Linked DNA regions of Mus musculus: all the other regions are linked to region 2. Evidence: chromatin contacts called from public ChIA-PET and Hi-C data. All regions are on one chromosome and are shown on one strand. Each heading gives the region's core, a stretch centred on a gene start, on an enhancer-like site or on the middle of the called end of the contact. The rest is flanking DNA. Distances are from core to core; before and after follow the strand shown.

Evidence for each region. A called contact is a pair of places that touch in the nucleus more often than the background predicts. ChIA-PET counts read pairs in DNA pulled down with a chosen protein or histone mark.
Region 1: a contact with region 2 is called in a Hi-C map of B cells, with 2.9 times the contacts expected there. The contact joins the enhancer-like site here to the promoter of Znhit6 in region 2. A contact is called at or near these places in 5 of 39 promoter capture datasets (the C10 cell line, the HPC-7 cell line, HPC-7-derived erythroid cells and 2 more), 15 of 484 Hi-C or Micro-C datasets (B cells, the Ba/F3 cell line, the G1E-ER4 cell line and 8 more), 1 of 115 datasets of contacts at active chromatin or transcription factors (pancreatic cancer cells) and 2 of 9 other capture datasets (adipose tissue and liver).
Region 3: a contact with region 2 is called in an RNA polymerase II ChIA-PET map of memory CD8 T cells, with 13 read pairs. The contact joins the promoter of Mcoln2 here to the promoter of Znhit6 in region 2. A contact is called at or near these places in 13 of 39 promoter capture datasets (the 3T3-L1 cell line, the C10 cell line, the HPC-7 cell line and 8 more) and 1 of 115 datasets of contacts at active chromatin or transcription factors (memory CD8 T cells).

The regions. Positions count from the first base shown.
Region 1 is chr3:146,175,849-146,179,755 of GRCm38.p6, reverse strand. Mcoln2 (mucolipin 2) reads right to left here. Exons shown (of 14, transcript NM_026656.5): 7 at 3,146-3,245. Among named protein-coding and RNA genes, the nearest start is that of Mcoln2, 28 kb to the right of the region's middle. Within about 2 kb of position 1,890, at least 94 of the 459 cell types and tissues checked have an H3K27ac peak or open chromatin away from gene starts, as enhancers often do. A contact at or near this core is called in B cells, cerebral cortex, cortical neurons and 2 more, where this site is marked.
Region 2 is chr3:145,574,846-145,578,905 of GRCm38.p6, reverse strand. It overlaps Znhit6 (zinc finger, HIT type 6), which reads right to left and starts at 2,698. Exons shown (of 10, transcript NM_001081094.1): 1 at 1,910-2,698; 2 at 739-804; 3 at 548-654; 4 at 376-461. The coding sequence starts at 2,538.
Region 3 is chr3:146,148,227-146,152,307 of GRCm38.p6, reverse strand. Mcoln2 (mucolipin 2) reads right to left here and starts at 2,475. Exons shown (of 14, transcript NM_026656.5): 1 at 2,302-2,475. The coding sequence starts at 2,378.

The sequences.
Region 1 (3,907 bases), core at 641-3,140, 600 kb before region 2:
GTGCTCCTCTGTTTCAAGGTACACCGTCCTGCCAGAAGCCAGTCTGAGATGCCTTTCCTGTGTGTCAACACCAAGAAAGGAACTCAGGGACTGAGGAGTGAGTGAGTGAGTGAGCGAGCGAGCGAATGAGTGTTTGGAACGTACAGTGCGGGGGTGGGGGTTGCGGGGGGGACGGGACAAGAGAGGCTGATCTGTAAGTGTAGCTGCTCTTAGACTACATGGCCCCACATTGTGGCTGCTGCTCTCCCCGGCCTCACTATGACTGGATCGGTCTCCCTTGTCTCTGTTCCTGCCTAGGGGACCATCCACAAGCCACACACACTTGCATTTGGCCAGAGCCGTACTTCACACACACCTGCTCACATGATTTGTTTTAGGGGTCAAGTTTCAGATTTTTCTTTTTATTGATTAATTCTGCTGCTTGACAGCTTGATATGTTTATATAACGTACTCTAACCTCATGCCCTGTCCTCTCATCTCTCTCTCTCTTTCTTATCAATACCTAGTCCCCCCCCCACTCAGATTCGTGATCTGGTTTGTGACCCATCTGTGTGACCGTTGGCCAGAACATTGTGTCGGAGCCCGGAGGGTTGGAGCCTGGTGGGGTCACGAACGGGAAGCCACCAGAACGCAGTGGTTTCTGCCTCACTGAATCTGTGTTGCGTACAGCTCCTCAGTGTGCCGTAGGTCCCCTGAGCCCCTCCTCCACTCTTGTCTGACTGTCGACCCGCCTGGTCTTATGCATTCCCAGGGAAGGCCTTTGACTCGAAACTGCTGAGTCTGAGGACGAAATGTGTTTGAAATGGCTGTGGCTTGCCTAGAAGACATCATCTCACAGCCTCCCTCTTTTCCCCTCCACCACCTTCTCCCCCGACTCCTCCTCTCTCTGCTTCTTGGTTGTAGGTTAAGGTGTGAGCCCTCAGCTTAGGTCTCCATGTCTATGGTCTGCTGCCACGTCTACCTGTCATGATGGACTTTCATCCTGTAAGCCCCAATAAATTCTTCCTTCTCTAGGTCACCTTGGTCATGGTGTTTTATCTCAGCAACAACAAAAAAGTAACGAACACAGCAACCTATGCTGAATGTGAAGTAGTGGGAATTCTCCTGCCTCAGCTTCCCAAGTGTTGGGAACATCCAGCAGCCATAGATTGCTTACCCCACTGAAGCCATATTGCATTTCAGAAAGCTCTTCCAAATCTGAGTTTGGAAAACACTGGTTCAGAAATATGTCCTGCCACTCTGAGTAATGGCACACCCCACTCACTCCACCCTCCCAGATACCTGATGTGCACAGACGCTCTCCCACCATCTGCCTAAGGAACTCTGACTCGGGCTATCCAAGCTTACTAACTGTCAGCTCTGCAATAAATATATACCATTACATCTCCATCAGAGGGAGCCCTGCCCACCCCATTCTTCTAAAGCCTCGTGTGGCTGGCTATAAACTATAGTATATAAAATATAAGTTCTGGAGAGCAGAAGCGCACTCAGAGAAGGCTCCTTGGGAAGCAGATGTCTGTGAACGTGGACATTACCGGTTTTTGCTTTGAGGAGATGTGGATAATTGTAGATAACGCCAAGAGGAAGCAAGCAGCAGCTGGGAAGCTGGGTGAGAAGAGAGCATCAGAATACTTGGACAACAGCGGCCAGTGCCCACCAGGTGGCGCCTCTGGCCTCTCTTAGGCAGAGCTTCTCAGTCCACGGCTTCAAATGGAAGAGGCAGCACAACCCATCTTCTAAACTGGTTTCTAAACCTCATATTTTTAATGATTTTTAAAACCCCTTGATTTATTTTAAATTCATGTCTTCCTAGTGATAAGGTCGAGTTTCTAAGACATGGCCGTAAGAATCACATTTTAGGTCTGCTTCTCTCTGTTGGCCACAGGGGGGAGCAAGAGCTCTTCCGTTCTGGCATGCGTGGTGAGAGGATCATTGGGGAGCCATGAGGCACACGTCCAGTCTCACAGTGACTATTGCAAATCACAGTTTATATATGGCAAAGGTTACGTTCCCCCACACCACCAAGACATAGCTTCAGCCTTTACTTGGACCTGAGGACTGCCTTGATGGTGCTGGTCTTTGAGTATCTGCTGCGAAATAGAAAATCCATTTTATCAGGAACCCAATCTGTGTGCTTCCTTTAGAGGAATGACTGAAACCAAAGCTAGAAAAAAAAAGAGAAAACTTCGAAATCATCAGCCGTTGTACAGCTGAAAAGGAATGAGTCACCTGTTGGAATAAAAAACCACGTGACTCATATTTGTCTTTCTGGTCATCTGGCCCAAGTGAGTTCGTGTAAACGGAGCTTGCCAGTTCACCACACTCAGAGACATCGCCCTGACCACTAATAATCAAAGCAGGATGCACATATCTTACACTCCTCTTTTGAGACAGGAACACCCTCCCCCACAAAGTGGTTTAGGCTGGTCTTGAAGTCAAAATCTCCCAGTTTCTTCCTGCATAGCTGAGATTACAGTACATGATGTCATCGCTAGCTCAACAAGGCTATTTAAGCATGTGGACCATCGGGTGACGGAGGAGATGTCCCCGTGTTTATTCAAGATGCACCCTGAGGTCTCCACTCTTCTCCTTTGTCCAAGGCTTGGATCAGAACATACCTCCTCCGAGAATTCAGGATTCCCACTGAGCTCGGTCAAAATGATCATTTCCCTTCCTACTCAGACCTTCCATACTTCCCTGGCTATGGCTACCCATAGCACCCCAAGGATCTGGTCACATAGATGTCCCTCCCTAAGGCCTCTCCTCGCTGATGAGTTGCGGAGCAACTCTGATGACTTCTGCTCCCAGCATTCGGCACCAACCCCCTCAATAAGTACAGCCATTGCTCTTGCTTTGTAGAGAAAACTGCTAAGACAGAGAGGCCAAGCAATAGGTCCAAGCCTCCAGCCGTGGCTCACAGAACCAGAATGCAAACCCAGGCCATCTTGCTGCAAAGGCGAACTGCGTAAACCACTGACTCAAGAAACAATAAACACTTGCTGACTTGGACCACTCGCTCAGGACTAGCGTTTGAACTGTTTTTCTGAAACGTTTTCCCCACCACCTTCCATACGAATCACGTGGGTTCCCTAAGCCCCCCAAACCTCCTCTAACCCACAGACAACAGGCTGAACGGTACACTTACTAGACCCAGATATGTTCATGTTTTTACACTCTTCGATGTTGGCCTCGCTGTTGAGATAGATTTTGATTTTCCCACTGTGGGCTGTGTTGTCGAAGGTAATCTAGAGACAGAAACAAAGAGGTTATAGTCCAACGAGGCGGGGTGGGGTGGGGGTTGTCAGGTCAACTACTTACAAAAGTCATCAGTACCCAGATAGAACTCTGATACAGAGATCACAGGGATGAAAATGCCTCTGCACGTGGGTTCTGGTCCAGCTGCTGTTACTGTGGTAAAACTCTGGTCAACTCCAGCAGGAACTGGAGAACACGCCCCAGAGGAAGTCCTGCTTACTGGCTTGCTGACAGCTTTCATTCAGCCTGCTTCTTGGTCCAGCCCAGGACCCATTGTCCAAGGATAGAAGAGCCTCTCCTGCATCAATCAGTAGCCAAGAAGATGCCCCACTGAGATGTTCACTGGCCAGTCTGATCTGGGTAGTCCTTCAGTGGACACACCCTCAGGACACCATGGGCTATGTCAGGCTGACAGCCGAAGCTAACTGGGAGAATTTAGTTATATATTTTTTAATGATTAAAAAACTATAGCATAAAGGATGAAAGTTTTCTGTGGGTGCTGGGGATTTGAACTCATATCCCCATGTTTTATGTATCAAGCCACCTTCCCAGCCCAAGAATAGGGTTTTAGAGAGTTGGAAAGGGTTGGATCCATCTTCACAGGGAACAGTCTCTAGATGGGTACCACACCATCACTGAAGCAGTTTCCAGT
Region 2 (4,060 bases), core at 1,449-3,948:
CAACTGTCCACTTCATACCATTAGGTCCACTGCCTATCTGTCCCGTCTCAGGAAAGCTCATCTCTACCACTGTGCTGATAATCACACTCTGCGTAGTCCATGCCCCTCAAGCACCCTGTTCTCTTTACTCTCTTGAACCATCTTAACTTCCTCATGCACTTACATCTGTAAGAAATTCTATCTGCTGCTCTATACCTCCCAACTCCCCCACTCAACTACCTCCCCTCTACAGTACAAATGCCTGAGGGTAAGTACTTGGATCCATCTCAAATAACCAGAATAGCCCCACAGCGCAGTGACCACTTGATACAACTGAGAAATGAATAAACTGGGTGGAAGAGATCTGAACTTGAAAAGATTAGAAGAAATACTTACATATTTTTTGCGCTTTGGTCTTTTCAAGAAAGTATCTCTTGAAACCTTGTCTGCCGTTCTTGCCACGTCTTCCAAAAATCTATAGTCTTGTAATTTCAGAATGGACAAGTTAACGAGTGACACGGTGCCAGTGGCCAGAAGGCATCCCTGGGTGGTGCACAAAGTGACTTACCACTCAGGAGATTCATCTCAGTAAACTGCTGCAGCGACACATAAGCGGTCTTATCCCGGACTCCACTGCACGTCAGGTCAGCTTTGTGTTTCTTTACACAGGGCAAACTGAAGAAACAAACAGGAGGCAGCTCTGTACCTGAAGTCAGAGTGCACACAGGCAGGGAGTGAGGTAGGAAGCTACATATCTACCTGCAGGAAAAGCGCATGCAGCGTGGACATCTGTACTTCGCTTCTTCTGTCCCACAAGTCTCACACCTGTAAGAGTGCACCTGAGACTTAACACGCAAAATCAACTCTATGTATGTCCTTCCGGTCTTAGAATTTGGACTCAAGGGCATTTCACAGTTTACAGGCAGGTAGTCAAAGCAACTCTGATAAAGTATATGATAGCTGCTATTGGAAATCATGAAAATGTTTAAAAATGACATTTACAATGACGTGCAATTCAAGAAAACTGTATGAAAGAAGTCACTGGCCCGCCCATTTTTTTCTACAGGACTTAAGAGAATAATATGAATTGCTGATTTTTGTAGACCAGGCTAGGCTGGCCTCAAACTCAGAAATCCGCCTGCCTCTGCCTCCTGAGCACTGGGATTAAAGGCATGCGCTACCACGCCCAGCGATTTTTGAAATTGTGATTCATGGAGACTTTGTGTGTGTCTAGAAGTATAATCCATGAGCTACATATGAGTATTTTAAAAACATATACACCGGAGAAACAAGGAAGGATGAATCCCAGACTGGCAGCAATGTGTGCCCTTTCCCCAGTTCCACAGCGAATTCAGAATGAACACCCAAATAATGGTATGATTCATCTGTCCTCGGTCTTCTAGGGTCTGGTGATACTGAGAACCAAAGTGTACCTGGTACCAGTCAGTTCTATCAGCTCAAGGAGTTTGAGACTGAATCTGACCACAATCTGATCTTCTGTACTGTCACATGAGCACATTAAAGAGACTACATCCAAGAAACGAACATTCATAGGAGCCCGGAATAAATTCAAGAGTAAGTTGACATGTGTCTATTAGTCTACCCACTTGCTGGTTTTTGGTTTATATTGGATGGCGCCTCTAATCCTATTCTCTCTAAAAGAAAGACTGCGAAAGCGTTTCTTATTTAACAAGCTCTGGCTCCACAAAGGCCTTCTGATGCCCAGAATTTTCACTCCCTAACCTGGCCATACCCTTCTGGACACAGTCACATCACACTGTGTCCTCGAAAGCGTCACGCCCAACCTGAACTTCACCACTCAGACTTCAGGGACCCACGTCACGCCTGGTTTAACTTACCTCACTTTCTGCTGTTAAGGACTCGTCCACCCAGTAGTCTATTTCCCATCTGGGTTTTCTCCCCGCCCTACCTTGACAGAGCCAATTTCCTCTTGCTGCCCACTCGGGGGTTCATCTGGGGCTCTTCCTTCACCTTCGCGTCTTCCATCGCTTCGCTCTTGAGGGAACCCTCTTCTTTTATAGGCGCTGCATCCATCACTTGCTCTTCCTTTACGTTCTGACCAACAAACAACTCCTGTTTTATGGTCAAGTCCTCCTCCTTCACTTCTTCCCAGTCCGTCACCTCCTCCTTCACCTTCACCTTCTCTTCCTTCACTTCTGGCTCATCCACCTCCTCTTCTTTCACCACCAGGCTACTATCCGCCTCCTGCTTCACTTCCAACACGCCTTTCTCATCCTTCACCTCGGGCCCGCCCTCCACCTCCTGCTTCACCCACTGGCTGTCCGCAACACCACTGTCTAAATCCGACCAGTCTACTACTTCCTGCTTCACCACAGCTAAGTCCATCTTTATCTCCTCCGCATCCTCCGTGGTCTTAGTTCCTGCCAGTCCGTTCCTCTCCTCTCCATCGCCAGCTTCTGGGCTCCCGTCTAAGTCCCTGGCTCCCTCCCCACCAGCCGCAGGCCTCGGCCGCGCCCCCTCCGCTACCCTCTGGGAACCTCCTCCCGGAGTCCCTTCCTTCTCAGCTGCAGATTCCATGAGCTCACGAGCCTAGGCCGAAGCTGCCACTCCGTTCTTCACGGTGGCACCACCAAGCCAATAAGAGAGATTACCAAACGAACCGCCGACAGCGCCACACGTGCAGCAAAGCAGCCGCGGCAAGCTCTGCACGCCTGCGGGAAGCCGAGCTAGCCGTAAAGCAGCTGTTCCGGCCACGACTCTTCACGACGTGTAGCGTTCTTTACGGCACGGCGGCTTTCCGGCCCCACTCCTTAAAGCCAGGTGAGACCACGCCCACCAGGACTCCCACCCAGGGGCGGGGATCTTGCCACATCCTTTCTCAGGCGCTGAAACTGCTGTCTTGGGAACTGGAATTATTGTCTCAAATAAGTGACCCACTTTAATCAGTATTAAGGATTAATTCTAATAATGCATGGCAATAGATACAGACTCCCATGTTCCTCCAAAGTTTAGACTGTATAAAGCGGTGGTTCGTAACCTTACCAGTGGTGTGGATCTTTATGTTCCTCATGTTGTGGTGACCTCCAACCATAAAGTTATTTTTGTGTCTACTTCATAACTATAATTTTGCTACTGTTATGAATCGTACTATAAATACTCCTGGGGGGTGGGTGGAGAGGGGGAGCAGAGGTTTAGCAAAGAGGTCGCGACCCACAGGTTGAGAACCGTTGGTCTAAGGTTTCTTCACTGTATACTAGGGACCAGGACATCCAAAAACGCCTTTAATCCTAGCATTTAGAAGCCAGAGGCAGGAGGATCTCTGTAACCTTCAAGGCTAGCCTGGTCTACATAGTAAGTTCCTAGGGTCAGGGCTGTTTCAAAAACAAAACAAATAGGAGAAGGAAAAAGAGGAAGGGGAGGAGAGACACTCTCATCTGCTCCCACAAAGATTACATGAAACTATGCATGGGAACCAACTACAAAAAGATCTACAGCCGGCAACTGAAACGCTGGCTGTCACAGGGTAATTGTAGCCCCTAATATCCGTATAGTGAAGCACTATACCCCAATACCTCAGAATTTTGACTATATTCGAAGACAAGGCTTTTAAGGGCATAACACTTAAAATAAGGCCTTTGGCTGGGCCCTAGCCCAATCTGACTGGTGGTTTTTTGTTTTTGTTTTTTTGTTTTTTGTTTTTTTTTTTTTTTTGTTTTTTTTTTTTTTGTTTTTCGAGACAGGGTTTCTCTGTATAGCCCTGGCTATCCTGGAACTCACTTTGTAGACCAGACTGGCCTCGAACTCAGAAATCCACCTGCCTCTGCCTCCCGAGTGCTGGGATTAAAGGCACGCGCCACCACGCCCAGCTCTGACTGGTGTGTTTAATAAGAGGGAATTTGCATATAAGTGGGATGGATGCACGTAGAGAAGGGTACTGAAATGTGAGAAGTCATCGGTTTGCCAACCAGGGAAGCCTAAAAAGGCAGAATCTCTGACCTTTGACTTTTTCTATAGCTTCTTGAAATTTGAGAAAACAAAAAAAAATGTCTATTCACCCCAGGAAGGAACTGACAACAGACCAAAGGATTCCACTCAAGTC
Region 3 (4,081 bases), core at 1,226-3,725, 570 kb before region 2:
TGCTGAACGAGAAAGGTGTCTCAGGGGAAAGGTTCAAGCATTGAATGTCTCCTGAGATTTATGTGTCCTGGAAGATGAGCAAAAATCCTAGCAGAATTCATACTCTACTTGGGAAACCCATCAAACCTCCCCAGGTGTGTGCTGTTGGCTGACAGTATCAAGAACAACGTGAGCAGCTGTTGATAGTGCAAACTTGGTGCTCATTTCCAGAGAGAGCTGCGTCCTTGGCCCCTTGTACATAAAATATCAGAATTTGCACCCATGGGCATTTCCCCCACCTCTGCATCACCTCTCTTCCGTCCACACTTTACAACGCCACAGTCCTCTCTTCCCACCAGTACTGGACAGCCGTGCACCTGCCTATGGTATATGTCACATCTACAAGCCTCCAAAAGCCATTTCCGTGCACGTGCAAGTCTGTGTCATTTAGCAATGCACACTCTAGATGACACAGAACACATTAAAAAATCATTTAAGCCCCAAATGAAAAACAAAAGTCAAATAAAAATAACTCTTAAGGTTATGTATCTCGCCTACCATGAATACAGCCTTCTCCAAGCCAAAAGACAGCGGGCACATAAACCAGAGTTGTCTGCTCCTTAGTGTTTAGGACGTACATTCAGGGAAAAACAGAAGAGTAGGTGCCATGTGGCCTATTTTAAAAAGCCTTCTCTAATTTCAGAGACATAGTTTGCACGTTTCATGACAGCAGGCATTTTGATGGGTCGTTCACAACTGGTCACCGTTCTCAAAGTTGCTCCAATGTTTTCTTTTCGTGGATGCGCGTGTATTCGTGTACGTGCACATGCATGCACACGTGTTGTGCATGTGGGGACAACTGTGGGTGTCATCTTCAGGAACAACACAGACCTCCTGTGAGACAGTGTCTCTCACTGGCCTGGAGCTCTGAAATTAGGGCTGACTGGCTGGCTAGTGAACTTTGGGGGGGGGGGGTCCTCCTGTCTCCTGCCTGTTGTGCACTGGGATTACAGGTCCCAAGTACTGTCACCTGGCTCCAACAGTGTTCTTTGAGTTTGCAAGAAAACACCTCTGGCCGGGCGCCTTTAATCCCAGCACTTGGGAGGCAGAGACAGGGGGATTTCTGAGTTCGAGGCCAGCCTGGTCTACAGAGTGAGTTCCAGGACAGCCAGGGCTACACAGAGAAACCCTGTCTCGAAAAAAACAAAAACAAAAGAAAAGAACACACCTCTGTAGCCCCACCAACATGGTTTTATAGTTCAAAACCGGTCTTTTGAAGGTCTGAGAAGTCTATGCCACCCTTGCAGAAAAGCATCCATTCAGGTAGCCATCATAGACTAACTTCCCTATGGCTCAGTTTCCTTGCTGGCTTCAAGAACATCCTGCTAGGAAGGAGAGGCCGCTCCCTGCTCCCTTAGAAAACTTTAACAGCCCGCCACTATTTGTTTTAAGAGCAGCAAGCAGGAGCCAAAGGCCACTTTGTCCTCACCTCCCCGGCTCAATTGCGCTGCTGCAGACATTCAAACTCAGGAGAGGCCGCTTGGCAGAGCCACCTGGCTTCACTGAACGCCTTTTCATAGAGCTGGGGAAACCAGGGTTGACCACACCGCAACCCTCCCACCTAAGAAAAAGTCGGTTTGTTCCGGAAGGCAAACAATCAGCCTCATTTTTAACCGAGTGCAAGCAGTTAGCATTAGTTTGCCCGGGGTAGCAAGAACTCTAAGGTAGAGCAAACCAGGATCTTTTCAGAGTCCTGTCACCAGGAAAGAAACACACACACACACACACACACACACACACACATACACACCAAAAAACAAAAGTCATAAAACATCTGATCCCTCTCTGTCTCTCCGGGTCTCTTGCCTGGGAAAACCGTCAGTTTCAGGGCCAGCCATCCTCCTTCAGAACTTTCCAGGGCTCCCGGGACTGAAGGAGCTAGACCCATTCCCCGCCCAGAGGTTCAGTGGCCCCCAAATGAAAGCCTTAGGGGACCAAAGCCTCTTACCCTTCCAGTCAGCGCTCTGATCTCAGCCCCGGGACTTTGCGGAAAAGCGGCTGTGTGCACCCTGGTCGCTACGCGTGGCCCTGTCCTCCCGCCACGCCCCCCGCGTCCCCACCCTCGGCCGCTGACTTCCTTCAGCGCTGGGCGACCCAGGGCGCTGTCACGAAGGACTTTTGCTACGTAGCGGAGAGCCCGGACGCGAGGCAGAATGGGGTCCACGTGTGAGCTCAGGGACACCTTCTCGGCGGGAGATATTCCAGGAGGGGACGCTGGAATCCAGACGACCACCAGACATGGTCCACTGGGGGAGTACCCACCTGTGGTGGGGACCCCAAGTCAGGTCCGGGACGCGGTTCCACGCAGGCAGGTCCAGCGTCTCCTCGTCTCCGGGCATGACGTGACCCCAAATTCCCTCAGTCCCCACGGTCCCCACACCCGGCTCCGCCTACGGGTGTCTGCGAGATGCAGGTGGAGTGGACGCCCTTATAAAGGGAAGTCGTCCGGAAAGCCTGCTATGAGGCCGCCCGTCGTCCACCCCGCCCCCCTGGCCGTCCTGACCTCCTCCCTCCCGCCCCATTCCCCACCCCACCACCCCACCCCCGCCCCCAGACCTCTGACTCCTTCAAAAGTTCATTGCATTTCTTTTGAGCTCACCATGTGGCCCACACTGGCAACCAGAGCAATCCTCCGGCCTCAGCCTCCTGAGTACTAAGATTACAACAAGCACGTGCTACCAACGCTGGGATTTTGGACAAGTAAAGTGTTGGTACTGAGTTCTACCGGATGCTCCTCCCTCTTGGAATCAATAAGTTCGTGGGGATGGGTTTCTTCACTAAGGAGTCTTTATTCTGATAACTCCCTAACAAGTAGTTAGGATGACAGGGCAAGCATGTGGAAAGCAAGACCCCAGCCTCAGCCACCAAGTCAGCTTTCTGCAGCCAGTCTGCTTGACCCCTGAGTAGCCCAGAGTAGCCCACCCCAGCGGCCTCTATGCCCTTCCCCCTTGTTGCCTGAAAGCAGGGGCTTCAAGACAATTGGTTTCTATGAACCTGGCTACAGTACCCAACCTGAAGCTAGCAGGGCCTTTTGGACAGAACCGGCTCAGAGGCTCCTGTCGTCACCATGCAGTGGAGCTAACTAAACCCCTAAGTTTCCAGGCTATGTGCGTTAGGAAGTGTTCGAAAGGTCCCCATGTTTAGCTAGGGCAAAGGACAGTTTGTAGAGGATTATGTAGAAAGAGCTGGACAGAGCCTTTTGGACCCTTTGTGTAAGGTTTTTGTTTTTTGTTTTGTTTTGTTTTTTGCTTTTTGAGACAACCTCATATAACTGAGACTGGCCTCCAACTTGCTATGAAGCTGACGCTGGCCTTGAACCTGGTCCTCCTGTCTGCACCTCACAAGGGCTGTTGGTGTTGAGGAATATTCTGCCCCACCCCCACCCTTCCAAATCTACTCTGTTTTAAAAAGTCACTTTCCAAAAACTACTGGGTAAAAATGCTTGAGTTTTGTTTGTTTTTGTTTTTCCAAATTTCTTTTAGGAAATACGCTTACTGGGTATGGAAAGTCTGAGAAAGTCTGTCTGAAAAGTCACAGTGCCCACCGTACCTTCATGCTCAGGATTCTGTACACTGCCCCCTCCCCCCAGTGTAGCCAGTCCTGGGTTTGACCCCAGAATCATGGGGTGGACAGAGAGAATCCATTCCAGCAAGTCCTCTGGTCTCTGCAAGTCATGAGTGATACCTATGTGTGGGGTACACACACACACACACACACACACACACACACACACACACACGAGAGAGAGAGAGAGAGAGAGAGAGAGAGAGAGAGAGAGAGAGAGAGTGTATGTGTTCACAGACATTTGTTACTACTCCCAAGTCACATAAACAGCCACTAGCAGACGAACTCTTTCTATTTAGGTCTCTGACACTCCAAAACCTTTCTTCTTACTATATCTACCCACTGACAAGACAGGTCATTAAACAGTTGCTGGTGTCCAGTAACTTTCTTCATTGGCAAATGTTTCTCTAAACAGATTCCCACCTGTGACAATCTAGAAACAGTCTCACCGGTGGAGAAAATATGTCTTTTCCTAGGT